Regions from separate parts of the Mus musculus genome. Here regions 1 and 3 are each linked to region 2. Evidence: chromatin contacts called from public HiChIP or PLAC-seq data. All regions are on one chromosome and are shown on one strand. The core of a region is the stretch at or near the end of the contact, and the rest is flanking DNA. Distances in the headings are between cores, read along the strand shown.

Region 1 (4,184 bases), core at 1,568-4,067, 220 kb before region 2:
TGTTGGTTCTGGGAATCAGTCCAGGCCTGCACAGGATCGGATCAACAAGCACTCCTAACCACGGAGCCATCTCTCTGGCCTCAGTGGTTGCTCTTCTAATACGAGTTGCTACTATCATGGTTAGACTTGAAGAACATAGCATTTCTGGTTTGTAGAACTAAGTGGAGCCTGTATCTGGGACTATGAAAGAATTAGGGATGCCTTTGGAATGCTGTACCTCTGAAATATAGTATCAGAGCTCTAAAGAGGTAGAGGGGGTTAATTAGATGCTTTAAAATCCGAAAATTGGTCCTTGTTGTGTACAGTACTTATTCTGTGCTGGCTTTTGGTTCTGAATGGGAAACCTGGGTTCTGACTGCTTCTGAAAGAATCAGAAAGGAAATGTTGAGATGGTTTGGAAATTAGGAGACTTCTGGTTTTGCTATTTTAAAGTAGAAAGAGTTACATAGGCAATAAATTCTGATCATAGAAGAGAGAGCAAAGTATTTAATTCCAGTGAGGAAGTGAGTTAGTCATAGTGAGTGGTTACTTACACTGAAAATCTGGAACTGGGTATGGTGACTCATGCCTGGAATCCCAAGTGTTCAGGAGGCTGAGGCAGTAGGACCACTAGCTAGTTCTGAGCCTGCCTGGGCTAAGCAGTGACATCAAAGCTATCCTGGGCTACAATAGTGAGATCTTGGGGGCAAGGAGAGAAAAGGGGGTGTGCTCTGACAGACTAGTTCAAAGACTAATCTTAGTTTATTGAGACTTCTCTGTCCATTATTAAGTGTTGAGAAGAAATATTTTAAAATATCCTAAATTATTCCTAATGGAAATATAAGCTTTTGTAATTTTTAAAGGTAATAAGAGAAATATAATTTACCACAATGGAAATAAACTTTGCCCTCTTTTGAGTATGTGGGTAGGAACATCCCATGCTGGTATAACCAGTTCATTAGATAAAAACACATCTTTTCAGTGTAGCCACATTACTTAATGTAGTCACAGTCCCACATTTTAAAATGTCACTTTGTAGGCTAGATACTTATTCCTACAGTGCAAATGGTAATAAATATACTTATGCCTTTAAATACATTTGAAATTTTTGCTTTCAATTTCAACTTACATAATTCTCTCTAAACTTTAGTCTCTGAAGAGTTAAAAGATGTTGACTTTTAAAGTTACTTAAATTTTAAATTACACACCTTTAATCCCAGCACTCAGGAGGCAGAGGCAGGTGGATCTCTGAGTTTGAGGCCAGCCTGATCTACAGAGTGAGTTCCAGGACAGCCAGGACTACACAGCGAAACTATGTCTCAAAGGGCACCACCTCTCAAAACAAACAAACAAACAAACCAAAACTAAAATTACTTAAAGATGAGCACTTGAAAAGCAGGTACCAAGCAGTTTGGGTTTAAGTTGAGCATAGAGGTACCATGCATTCCTCTCATTTGATCAAGACAGGGTAGAAACAAAGAATATAAGCTCTTGGGCTTATCATATATCATATGTAATTTAAAGGAATTTTATTATCCCTAGAAACAAAATTAGAGAGTTGTGAATTAGTGAAACTGTCTTAGCAAATAGAGTGATCTCATGGTATATTTTAAGATGCTGCATTCCAATTTATGATAAATTCCTTGCCTGGTGTAATTTCTTACCCATTTTCCAAGTTCACTTAGAAAGTGAAACAAACAGAAACCTGGCAGTAGCAGCAGCATTGATCCTCTAGTCCCTAGGTCTTTAAAACTCAAGTGTGACTGTGCAGTCAGCAGTGAACGGCTGTGACTGCTACAGTAAGGTTCTTGAACAGTCCTACTCCACTTACAGGCTTTGGGGAAATGAGGTCCAGATAGCCCTTTAAATAATGCTGGTTGTATAATGTTTGTATCATTTTGTGACTGGCAGACATTTATATAGGTCCTTTCTTTCCTAACTGCTGGACTTAGATTGTGGAAACTGTGAATGTGAAAATAAAGCTACTGATAAGCTCATCTTTTCCCCTTCTCAGTATATTTAAGTGTATAATTTTATAGTGACATTTTTTTGGGCCATTGTGGAGTCTCCCCTCAATTATCTTTTGACTGGAATAGAAATAGTTAAGTGACTTTGAAAACTTACTTCCCAAGTAATCTTCAGATCAGTGATTAGTTAGAGTGAATCATTAAAGGGAAACGAGAGAAACCTCAATTTAAGGAGTGAGGTGAGGTGTGTGTAGAGGGTTCATGTACAGGAGACAGTGCAGGGGAGAAAGGAGTTTAGAAAGGGAAGGAGCCAAGATGAACTTCATGTGGTAAAAAGTCTGTCCTTGTTTTAAAATTTAAAATTGGATATTAGTAAGTACTACTGCAGCTTTATTCTAATAATTCCATTTTTGTCATTAAAATTTAAGTCTCATATTTCTGGTAGTAAAACGACCTCAGTCAAATGTAGGAACTCTGCAGCTTGAACACCTCTCGTGTCTGATTAGAAGGTTTTGTATTGTAATTAATTTTCCTCTGAGCTCTGTGTGGAGAACAGGAACCCACTGCAGAGAGGTTAGAATACCGTGGAGTTTAGCTGCTCTGCTTTAATGATACAAGGGCTAGCAAAGCAAGAATAAATGAGGTACTTTTTGGGGAAGAAAAAAATGTGAACTGACTGTCAGTATGAGACGGGTTCTAGGAGCACTTAGCCAGCAGTTACAGGGCACACTTGAGTAATTGGATTTGCATAACAAGGCTTGCCGAAGAGATCTGACAGCATAGAGATTTGTCTAGCTGGAGAGCTCCAGATGGACGTGACCACGCAGCAGCTGGGCGGCACGTTGCTCAGCATGGACAGCACCGCCCAGACTGGCAGCTGGACCCTGGCGACTGCAGGGCTGTGGCAGGCCAGCTGGTGGCTTCTGACAGCCAGTGGCCCTGTTAGAGAGCCTTTTCATAATGGCCTGTCAGGGTACTGGACCTGCAGGGACTGGCAGGACAATGTCACAAGTCACCAGTGAGGGCTGTTGAGCTGAAGTCCCAGGGAAGTAGAGGTGCTCACTGTTGCAGCCACAAGGCTAGCACCTCCTGGTGTGATAGCTCCGTGTCCTAGGGAGACTGTGAGGATCAGTGGGACAGAAGTGGACACATCTTGTGATGCTTGTCTTCTGTCCTTGTATATTTGCAACAAAGGCATAGTGTTCATGAGAGAAAACATGTTTAAAGCATACCACACATAATACACATACATAGAACATGTACAGCATAAACTGTCACAAGGGTCATCAGTCCATTCAGGTGACTTTCCCCAACTCTGTGTCTAGGTGGATTCTATTTGTGTGGAGAAAATAAACCATCCATCTTCTCAGATTTGAATCAGCTTGGAAGAAGGCTAGCCTTGAGACTGCCATCAGTGAATTTTACATGTGTACTTCAGTTGAGAATTTTGCCATCTTATATAATTTTTCCTCTAAACTATCTGACAAAATACCATAACTTACTTTAAGAGAGGAAAACTGCTTAATAAAATGAAAGTTTTGCTAATCTAAGCCCCAAAGCTTTTGGTGTAACGAAATTCTAGTGAAACAGAAAAGCTCATATACTTCCTTAGACTGTCAGTAGCATTTCATCTGGCCCCCTTCTCTCTCTCTCTCTCTCTCTCTCTCTCTCTCTGTGTGTGTTCACTCTTTTTCTTGTATTTTATTTAGTCCTTATGTTAGCTCAGAGAATTAGACAGGGTGGCAGATAAAATATCTATTTTAATAGAATGAAATGGGGACATAAAGATGGCACATATGCATAGTTGCCTGGCTAGTTGTGAAACAGCCTACCTGCACTTGATGACACAGGGAGTGGTCCAAAAAACGCCACAACTTTTAAACCTTTAAATTGACAAAGGTGTGTGTGTGTGTGTGTGTCTGTATTAGCAAGGGCTGGGTAAATACATAAATTTATAGACAACTTTGGGAATGCAAAATATTTCAGCCAAATCAAAAAACAGTTTAACAGTATGTATCAAATGTATAGAAACACACAATTGACTTAGTAATTCTGTTTCTAACAAATTTATCACTACGTTAGGAATGCATATAAATATTTAAGTGATATGGATGAATTTTTAGCATTAAAACCCCAGGCCTCACATACACTGGGCAAGCTCTTTAACTGCTGTACTCTACTGTCCCTAACTCTGAGAATACTGGTTCATGATGTGCTGCTACCCATAGCCCTTCCTTT
Region 2 (4,330 bases), core at 1,115-3,614:
CCAGCTCATTCCAGGAGAAGCTTGCCAGCTCCTGTCCTGAAGCATCATTGTTACCGGTTTAGAAGTTGAGATAATCTCCTCTGAGGTTATTAACAGGAGTGACCACACACTGGCCACGGGCTGCTCAATCACCTCTTGAAGAAAGGGAGGGCGACATTTATTAGCTCTGTGGCTTTGAAAGCACTTTATCTTTCTGAGAGTCCGTTTCTTCCCCCAGCCAGAGGCACACAGCAGCTGTGCCTGCTTGTCCTGCTCTGCTATGTCGACGTAAGCAGCAGACAGAAACACTGGTTAGAGATGTAGCCGAGCAGAAAGAATTTGCCATCGATATAATGTGTTCATTGTTTATGGTTTATTGTTTATTGTATTGTTTTGAAACAAACTCACTCTGTGACTCCAGATCACCCTGCCCTGCCTTTGGGGTTACCTTGCAGGTGTATGTCACCATGCCTAGCTATAATAATTGGCATAATTTAATACTGTTTGGTTTATGTGCTCTAGGAAACTTATTTCTAACAGAACCAGGAGCTGGAAGTCTGAGATCAAGGCACCAGCCAAGTCAGCCTCCAGTAAAGGGCCTCTTCTGACGCGTGGAGGACTGTCTGCTGACCACACCCTCACTGTGGGGGGCAGGGAGGGAGACTCAGATTAAGCACCCACTCATATAGCACCCCTTAGCCTTAACCCTATTCATTCTGGCGGGGGCGGGGTCACAGTGATAGTACGCATGAAGCACAGGATTTGAAAGCAGAGGACTTCCTCAGTTCATCTTGGGCCGGTGTCTCAGCCTCTCTGGCTTCTGTCTCCTAATTTCAGAAAAAAAGAATATTTTGGAAAAATTCAAGTAATAGTTCCGCTCCCGTTTTTGGAGGGGTGAAGGTCTTACATAGCCCCAGGCTGACGTGAACCTCACTTTGTAGTTAGGATGACTCTTGATCTTTCTGCCTCCAGACTGTGCCACCACGCAGAGGTTATACAGTGCTGGGAACTGAGCCCAGGGCTTTGTGCATGACAGGCACACTCTCTGCCAGCTGAGTTGCATCCCCAGCCCTACTGTGCCTTCAGCATGTGTGGTTTATTGTTTCATTTCCTGTTAGCTTTCTTTCTTCTATTTGTTTCTTTATATGGCCTCTGTTCTCAAACTTGCAGTCCTCCTGCCTCAGATTCTCCAGTGCTAGACTACAGGTTTGTGCTACCATACCTGGCTACTTGTTTTAGTTTCTTTTATCAGCTTTTATGTTTTTGTTCATCTCGTGAGGACAAGACCACTGTCGTATATCCATCCAGCCATCTCATGGACGTGACACACAAGAAGGAAGTAGAAATAAAGACAAGACTCTGCTTAGCTAAGTCTGTCTCTTTTCTTACCAGAAACAACAACTCTCCCCCTAAAAAAAAAAAAACTATCCATCAGGCAATTGATCACAGCTCATTCAAAGTAATGGTATCAATGGCTACCTCTAATGAGAATAATCTAGAAGGCATCTGTGACCGTGTGTGCCATAAAGTTGGAAGCTTTTTCTTTTTAATTAAAATCAATAGTCACACCCTCATGTTACTGCAGTTATCCAGAAAGAAAAAGCAGCAGGCTGACTTTGGGGGTCACTGGGACAGTCACTTTGTCTCAGGTGGTCTCTGGCAGCCTCCACCGGCATCATCCTGACTCACCAGAGGTACCGAGAACTGACTTGGGAAAACAAGAAAGAGAGACACATTCTCCTGTATCTAAACAGCAAAAGCAGATGCTGAGGCATGGGCAGTAGACAGAGGCCAGCCAGGTCCTCTGTAGGGAATATGGTGGCTTTGCTCTGCGCACCTCCCTCCCCACACAGCCCATGTTCATTAGAGCGGTCACAGTGGAAACACGACCCACCCTGGGGCTTTTGTCCCCTAGCAAAGCCACAGTGAGAAACCCTGAGCCCCAAACTTGATCTGGTGCCTGGTTCTGTCCCAAATGCTCCCAGCCTTTTTAATGAGGCAAGCAGCCAGAGGAGTCTCATTCCCCACAAAAGAAGATCAAGGTCTCAGAAGGCAGGGGAAGTATTAGTTAAAAACCCAGGATCTAAGCAGAGTGGGGAATCCCCATGCCACAGGGACCCGAAGCACCTAAATAATAGTGTGGACATTCCAGAAAGTGTTTAGGTCCAGGGTGAGAGAGGACTGGCTGACCCGATGGCTTCCGTAGCCATCGGCATGAGAAAGATGAATGAGCGCGTGAACAACCAAGCCTGGCTCACTGTAGGACATTTGCTGCAAATATTTTGAAATTCAGATTTTGTCAGGCTGGTGTAACTAGGAAAGCCTCGTTGGAGGAATATGCTAATAAGTCATTAAAGCACACTCACGTCGTGCCATATGGTACGATTGAAACATAAAACAGTGGGCTCTATTCTGTGGCCAGGGTTGGTTGATAAAAGGGAGCCCTGGGGAGAAGATCGTTGCCCCGACCACCGCACTTTATATGCTAACTCTTGTTCCAGGGGCCTGTTGTCTCAAGCAGGCTGGGCAGCCATGTATAAGTGGCACTCCACGGGAGAAGAGTGCCACAGATAACAGGAGTGTAAACTACAAGCTGGCAAAAATATGGTTGCGTGAGGTATGTTTCCGGGTTGGAGTCTTGCTCTTTGAGTTACTAGTAAGTTCTTAGTAATTATATTCTAAGTCCTAGACGTGTGATCTTGTCTTTAAAATAATTAGAGGTAAGATCACCCTGGAAGTGTATGACAGGTAAACAGATGATGGATTGACAGTCTGTGCTCATGGATGCCTTTAATATGCAAGTCAGGCCCAGATCCTCTCTGCATTCAAAAACTAAACTTGGTGCTTTGCGCTTTAATTGCACTGTGGCCTGTGGATCACATTTGAGGAAATATGCAGATACATGCAGAAGCCCTCTAATCACTCCCTGGCTGCAAAAGAACTCCAACCCCACCCCATAGCCTGAATTCAGAGAGGAGAGCCAGCCTCACAGTCTTCAAACCATTGCCTTGGTAACAACTTTCCCCTCAGCCCTGGGCTGTTATGGGGAATATATATTTAGGAAACTCCGGCAGGAATTCTACCTTTTGTTTTTGCTCAAAGAGAAGTCACTTCAAATCCTGAGCATGCAGGCTCATGATTGATAAGACAAATGCCTTCATTACATGTCTCCCCTTTACATTCTGCAAATGTAAATGTCTCGAAAAACCTAAAACCTAAAAAACCTAAAGAGAGAGAGAGAGAGAGAGAAGAAGGAATGATAGACAACAGTCATCTATACAGGAAAGCCAGGGTTAGGTGGGTCCTGCCCACTCTGGCAGGGTGACACCAACCCTTCAACAACCTGAAACCTCAGTGCATTTATCCTGTGCAGCACAGGGCGGGAAGAGTCAGCTAGTCTTGGTTAGCAGGTCTCTGTAGGCACCAGTCTGAGGCTGTGAACATGTGAGAATTTGCAGTTGCTAACTTTAGCACATATGGCCAGTATTCGAACTCCAACCAGAAGAAGGCTTGGCCATTTCTGTAGGTCTGAGGTATTCAGATATACCCATGTCAAACAATACGCTTTCACTCAGGGCTACCTCGACTCCCTACAACATTGTATACTGCTTAAACTGAAAGATAAGCAAGAAACAGGGAGAGGAGGAGAAGAAGGAGAAAGGGGCTTGGTGGGAGAAGGGAGGGAGACTACTGTCCACTCCAGTCTCCAGTACTATATCCAAGGTAAAATGAGAGTACACACCTTTAATCCCAACACTTAAGAAGGAAGACAAAACTAGACCTCTATGAGTTCAAGGCCAGCCTGGTCTCCCAGGCCAGCCATGGCTACCTGGCAAGACTTTGTCTCGAAAAAGAAAAGAAAAAGAAAATCTTGAAAAATCTATGAGGCCAACCAGGCCAAAACCAGGCAGCAGCTTAAGAGAATGAGTTTCACAAAAGATTAAACCTCAGCTCCTTGGGCTTCCCAGAGCTAAGTCCCAAACAAACTGGTAAGAGTAACCGATGATATAGTCTCAACGCTGATTTTCTAATAAGAGGTGAGTTTTCTTTCCTTGGCACGTTCTCTACAGTCTCTAAGCAATGCCTTACCAGCAGCTCATGCTTAATGCCCATCATAAATAATTAACCATCCTATCTCCCAGGACACACCGCTAAAGGAAAAGGTGAGCATTAAAGCAGAGTTTAAACAGTGCTATTTTATTGAAATTACTTTTAATCTCATCTATATTGTTTAGTTTTGTTTTGGTCTGTGTTCTAGCTGAGCTTTTTCCAGACTGCAAATAGAACACATTGCTCAAACAAATCCACACTCCGAACAGTTAGCACCAGATATCCCTGGCTCCAGGCAGGC
Region 3 (4,345 bases), core at 5-2,504, 200 kb before region 2:
ACCACACAGACTATTCTGTTGCTCTTTCAGCATAAGCAGGGCTATTGTGATATTTATCTGAATTCAAACAAGGCTAATTAAAAGAGCTGCTGACAGTTGTTGTGATCTGACTTTGACTGCAGCTTGATGGTCATTATGGGTAAATAATGAACCAGGTCTGCAAGTGTAGCAGCTGCCAACTTGGGATAGAAGAACGGCTATTGCTTCCAATTTAAGGATCTATCGACCGCTTCTCTTCTCCCTGCAGATCTTCTGCAGAAAACAAATGTTTTCTGCTGCTGTGTATTGTGGTTTCAGCTGTTTTAGATATAGCCTATAATTTCCTTCTTTAATATTTAACTTAGGACATTATTAGCTTTCAGAGTTAACAACTTTTCTGTTTTAAAAAAGTTTGGCTTTGTCCTTGTGAATGCCATAACCAGCTAACCAGCTGTGGCTATTTATATGCATTTAATTTGTACATTATACAAGAATTAGTATAAACAGCAAGATACGACCTCTGGCAGTGTTTCAAAGGCCTTCATAGATAGCTTTTTTTGTTAATAGATTGGCGCATGCCCATTGCTTTTGTTTTCATAAAAATGGACACCTCTTACCAGACCTCAAGTTTAGGTTTTGTTCACTTTTTCAGTGGCTTTGGAATATTTTGATATGTGCTGTATTTATCAATTCAGAGTAGCTGCAGTAGCTTTCATTAAAATGCAATAGTGAATATATTGTCGCTCCATCACGAGCGTCTCCTTGTCCTATTAGTGAATAGGAACAGGTACATTAAAGGTGGCACGAGAACAGACTGCATCCATAGATTAATGTACTTCCCTGCAGATTTCCTACACTTAAGAACGCAGCTTCTGGATCTAATGGTTACAATCTAGAGTCTCATACAGGCCGGAACTGAGCTCCATCCTACCACTTAGTCACTCGCTATGGAAAAGCCTGGCTGCATTATGTAAAGCCCGAGGATACAGCAGTGCTTTGTGCATAATGTGGCAGAGCTTTGAGATCTTGCTGGGAGGAAATGATCCCAACATGCCCCTGGAAGAGAACCTTACTTTGAAAAATAATGATGAAAAATTGCTTCTTTTGCCATGTATTTGTCTTTGTTTATTTCAGGAAAGGCTAACCAAACTTTGTTTATCAGACTCCAGAATAGAACTGTGAATGTTTTTGCTTTCTCGTCTCCAGCTTGGATTATGCCAGAAGTAATGTTAACAAGGGGTTATGTTATGCTGGCTTATGTTAAACCAGATCACCCCTAACATGTGCAGAGCCATTCATCTGTGTCACCAAAACCCAGGAGAACGTCTGACATGGGCTCTGCAACAGAAACAGTGATCGCTTACAAATCAAACATGGCACGCTCTAAACTGATTGTGCACGGCAATCTTTTCTAGAAAGGACAACTAATTGAACATGATAAAGTGTAAAGTTAATTAACACCCTTAAATTTGTTGATTACTTTCACGGGATTATATTGTTCGTTGAGTAGCAGCTTTCTGTCCCAGCTGTCGCCTTTTTTCAGCGAATGACGCTGGTAAACAATAGAGACACCATAACAAGTCGTAAATGGTCCCTGTGACAGCAGCCCCTTGTGAGGCTGCATCTGTAGAAAATGATTAGAACAATTGCATTTTAAAGACAGCTCACATCGCAGCCCAGGTCCCTTCGGCCCTCTTCTTGATCTCTTTTGATGGCAGACTGGTTAAAACATTTAAGTTCTTTTGAGTAAATTAGGTGATTTACTGCATTTTTTTTTTTTGAGAGTGCTTGGCAGCTTGGCTTTTACAGTGTTAAAGGCAGATACAGCTGGAGCTTACATTTTAGTGTCCTGTCTCCTTCCTGGGCTTGAAGGCCTCTTTCCGATTGGCGTGGGTAAAACTAGCTCATCTGTGATTCCTAAGAGGTTATCTTAGGTTACCCATCCTTGATTCAGCTTTTTTCGTAAGGCCAATTCCAAATTTCAGCTCTTTGCTACTCTTAGGCCCAAGACTTTGGCATGCTTAGGATGAATAGATTTACTTGCTACATTTTATAATATTTGCGGTTTACTATGTCAAAGACCTTTCCTTTATATTCTCTGCTGCTTCCGAAGAAGCATGGCACCTTTTGAGTCTAAAATGTAGATTTAATGGTATTGGGATTTGTCTGAGCTACCAGTGTGATTTGAGTGGAGATTTCACCTAGGCCATTTATTTATCACGTGTTTTCATTTTTACCTCTTTATGATACTGTCCCTGAGTGTACACACACACACACACACACGGGTTTCTTTATATGGCATTAAGTGAAGATGCCAGTGCCACATACCGAGAATCACACTGCTCCAAAATTGAGGTCGTCCTTTTGTGTGTAATTGATGAGTAGCAGTGTTATTTAGTATTTGGCACGCTGGCTTGCTAATATATATTTGTTGTGGACAGCTAGATGGAGCTTTACCTCACTCGCATTCAGAGAGCTCCTGCCCACTCGACACACCATAGGAAAACTCATGAGTTTGAGTAGTTACGTGTGCTTTTTACCAGTGCCCCTCGGAAAGCTACAGGAATAGGAAAAGAAAGCCAAGACTGTGGGGCTCTCACTGAGTGCAGTCTTGGAGAGGGAGGGATGGGGAGGGGAGATGGGAAGATGATCTCAAGTGAAGGAGCAGTGAGCATGTGTGCACAGAAACCCACAGCTCTCAGTGGACACAGCGAGCAGGGGTAGGGATACTTATTCACTGGCAAGAAAGCTGAAGATTTAGAAATTAGAAGATTTAAGGAGAGAAAGATTAAAAATCCTCTGCTTCCTACAACTCTCAGGAGGATCAAAGGAGGGAGGTGACAGTAGGAGTTTACTGTCCTGTGCTGAGTCAAGCATACAGGGTCTTCAGAGAAAGTGACTTTCTTTGACTTGGTGCGGGACATAGGTGACTCTCCGAGGCCTGCTTAGTAATAGTAATGATGTCTGTAGCTGGTTGTGCTCGCAGGAAGGCATCATCCGAGACACCAGCTTGTGCTGGTTCCTAAACCAAACTGCCTCAAACCGGGAGACGGATTAGCATGAGTATTAGAACAAGGTGACTAATGTTGATTTTTACTGTTTACAGATGGTAGACCAAGTCAGGCAGAAGGGAAGAACTGAGTATTAACTTGGTTCACTTTGAGCAAACAGTCCTTTAACATAAAAATATGAAGAATGTTATTTGTTATTTCATTTTCTGTATTCTATGTAAAGTACCAAATAAGTATTAAAAATAATATGTAACCTTAAAATATGTAACTCAGTTCAAGGAGAAAAAACTCTGAGGTTGCTTTATTCCTCTCTAAATGAAGTTTGCTCTTACTTTGAATATAACTTTATTTAATTTTATTGTGAAATCTTTGTTTTGTATTTGTTAATGGTGAGTTGCTCTTTTCTTTTTTCTCCTTTTGTGGTGTGTGTGTGTGTGTGTGTGTGTGTGTGTACTGTGTGTGTGCAGAGCACCAACACTGACATTGTTCCTCATGGCTCTCCACTTTGTTTAGTGGGGAGGGGTATTCACTGAGCAGAAGGAGAGCTCTCTATTGGCCTAGCTCAGCCAGCTTGCTCCTGCGATCCCTGTCTGTCCTAGAATGCTAGGATTAGAGGTGGCTGCCACACTTGCCTGGCTTTACGTGGGTCCTGCAGATAAGAACGCTCATCCTAATGCGTGCACAGCAGCAGCTTTATCCACTCGGCTGTACCCCTAAGCTTTTAGTTGACTCTTAATTGATAAAAGTAGTATACTACATACATATCAGGTATGACATAATTTTTAAGGATATGTATACTTTGTTGAATGACTAAGTCAAACTGTCTAGCATGCAATATTGCATATACTTGCTTTTAGTTATGAGAGTACTTAAAATCTACTCTCAGCAATTGACAGAAATACAATTCACTGTTACTAACGGTAGTTATCACATCGTTCAGTGGGCCCCAGAACTTCACCCTCTGTATTTCTGGCTTTCTACTTTCTAAACATATTACTCTGATAAGCAGATACAAAGCTCTGCAGAGAGGTGGGAGTTACGTGTGGTTAGGGAGCAGGTACAGTCCGTGAGCACTCTGGGACATCCCATACTGTCTGCTCAGGTCATGACTGCTTTACTGTTTCAATCAGATTTGCAAGTGCATTTGGACACCATAGGAGTATTTGGGAAGGTTTGCAGGGAGAAAAGGAAAGAGAAAATGGTACAATTATACTATAATCTCAAAAGAAAAATTTAAAGGTATAAACCTGAGTCCCCAAGCCTTGGGTGCTAAAGTTGAGTATAGGTGTATCCTTGGGGAGTGAAGGGTAAAGAGAGAGTTCTGTGACCCCATGACTTTACATTTTAGATTTCCT

Evidence for each region. HiChIP or PLAC-seq counts read pairs in DNA pulled down with a chosen protein or histone mark.
Region 1: a contact with region 2 is called in an H3K4me3 HiChIP or PLAC-seq map of embryonic basal ganglia, with 2.8 times the contacts expected there. The contact joins two enhancer-like sites. A contact is called at or near these places in 2 of 484 Hi-C or Micro-C datasets (muscle stem cells and nephron progenitors), 4 of 115 datasets of contacts at active chromatin or transcription factors (astrocytes, differentiating embryonic stem cells, embryonic basal ganglia and 1 more) and 1 of 9 other capture datasets (embryonic trunk).
Region 3: an H3K4me3 HiChIP or PLAC-seq map of embryonic basal ganglia shows a contact between it and region 2, with 3 times the contacts expected there. The contact joins two enhancer-like sites. A contact is called at or near these places in 2 of 484 Hi-C or Micro-C datasets (bone marrow-derived macrophages and muscle stem cells), 3 of 115 datasets of contacts at active chromatin or transcription factors (astrocytes, embryonic basal ganglia and embryonic stem cells) and 2 of 9 other capture datasets (adipose tissue and embryonic trunk).

The regions. Positions count from the first base shown.
Region 1 is chr6:52,583,159-52,587,342 of GRCm38.p6, reverse strand. The region is part of intron 4 of Hibadh (3-hydroxyisobutyrate dehydrogenase); the gene reads left to right. Among named protein-coding and RNA genes, the nearest start is that of Gm33047, 5.4 kb to the right of the region's middle. Within about 2 kb of position 2,817, at least 64 of the 459 cell types and tissues checked have an H3K27ac peak or open chromatin away from gene starts, as enhancers often do. A contact at or near this core is called in embryonic basal ganglia, where this site is marked.
Region 2 is chr6:52,364,790-52,369,119 of GRCm38.p6, reverse strand. No RefSeq gene overlaps it. Among named protein-coding and RNA genes, the nearest start is that of Evx1os, 52 kb to the right of the region's middle. RefSeq lists an enhancer at 896-3,956. Within about 2 kb of position 2,364, at least 10 of the 459 cell types and tissues checked have an H3K27ac peak or open chromatin away from gene starts, as enhancers often do. A contact at or near this core is called in embryonic basal ganglia, where this site is marked.
Region 3 is chr6:52,564,685-52,569,029 of GRCm38.p6, reverse strand. All of the region lies in intron 4 of Hibadh (3-hydroxyisobutyrate dehydrogenase), which reads left to right. Gm33047 (a long non-coding RNA gene) reads left to right here. Exons shown (of 2, transcript XR_377679.3): 2 at 1-4,345. Among named protein-coding and RNA genes, the nearest start is that of Gm33047, 13 kb to the left of the region's middle. Within about 2 kb of position 1,254, at least 17 of the 459 cell types and tissues checked have an H3K27ac peak or open chromatin away from gene starts, as enhancers often do. A contact at or near this core is called in embryonic basal ganglia, where this site is marked.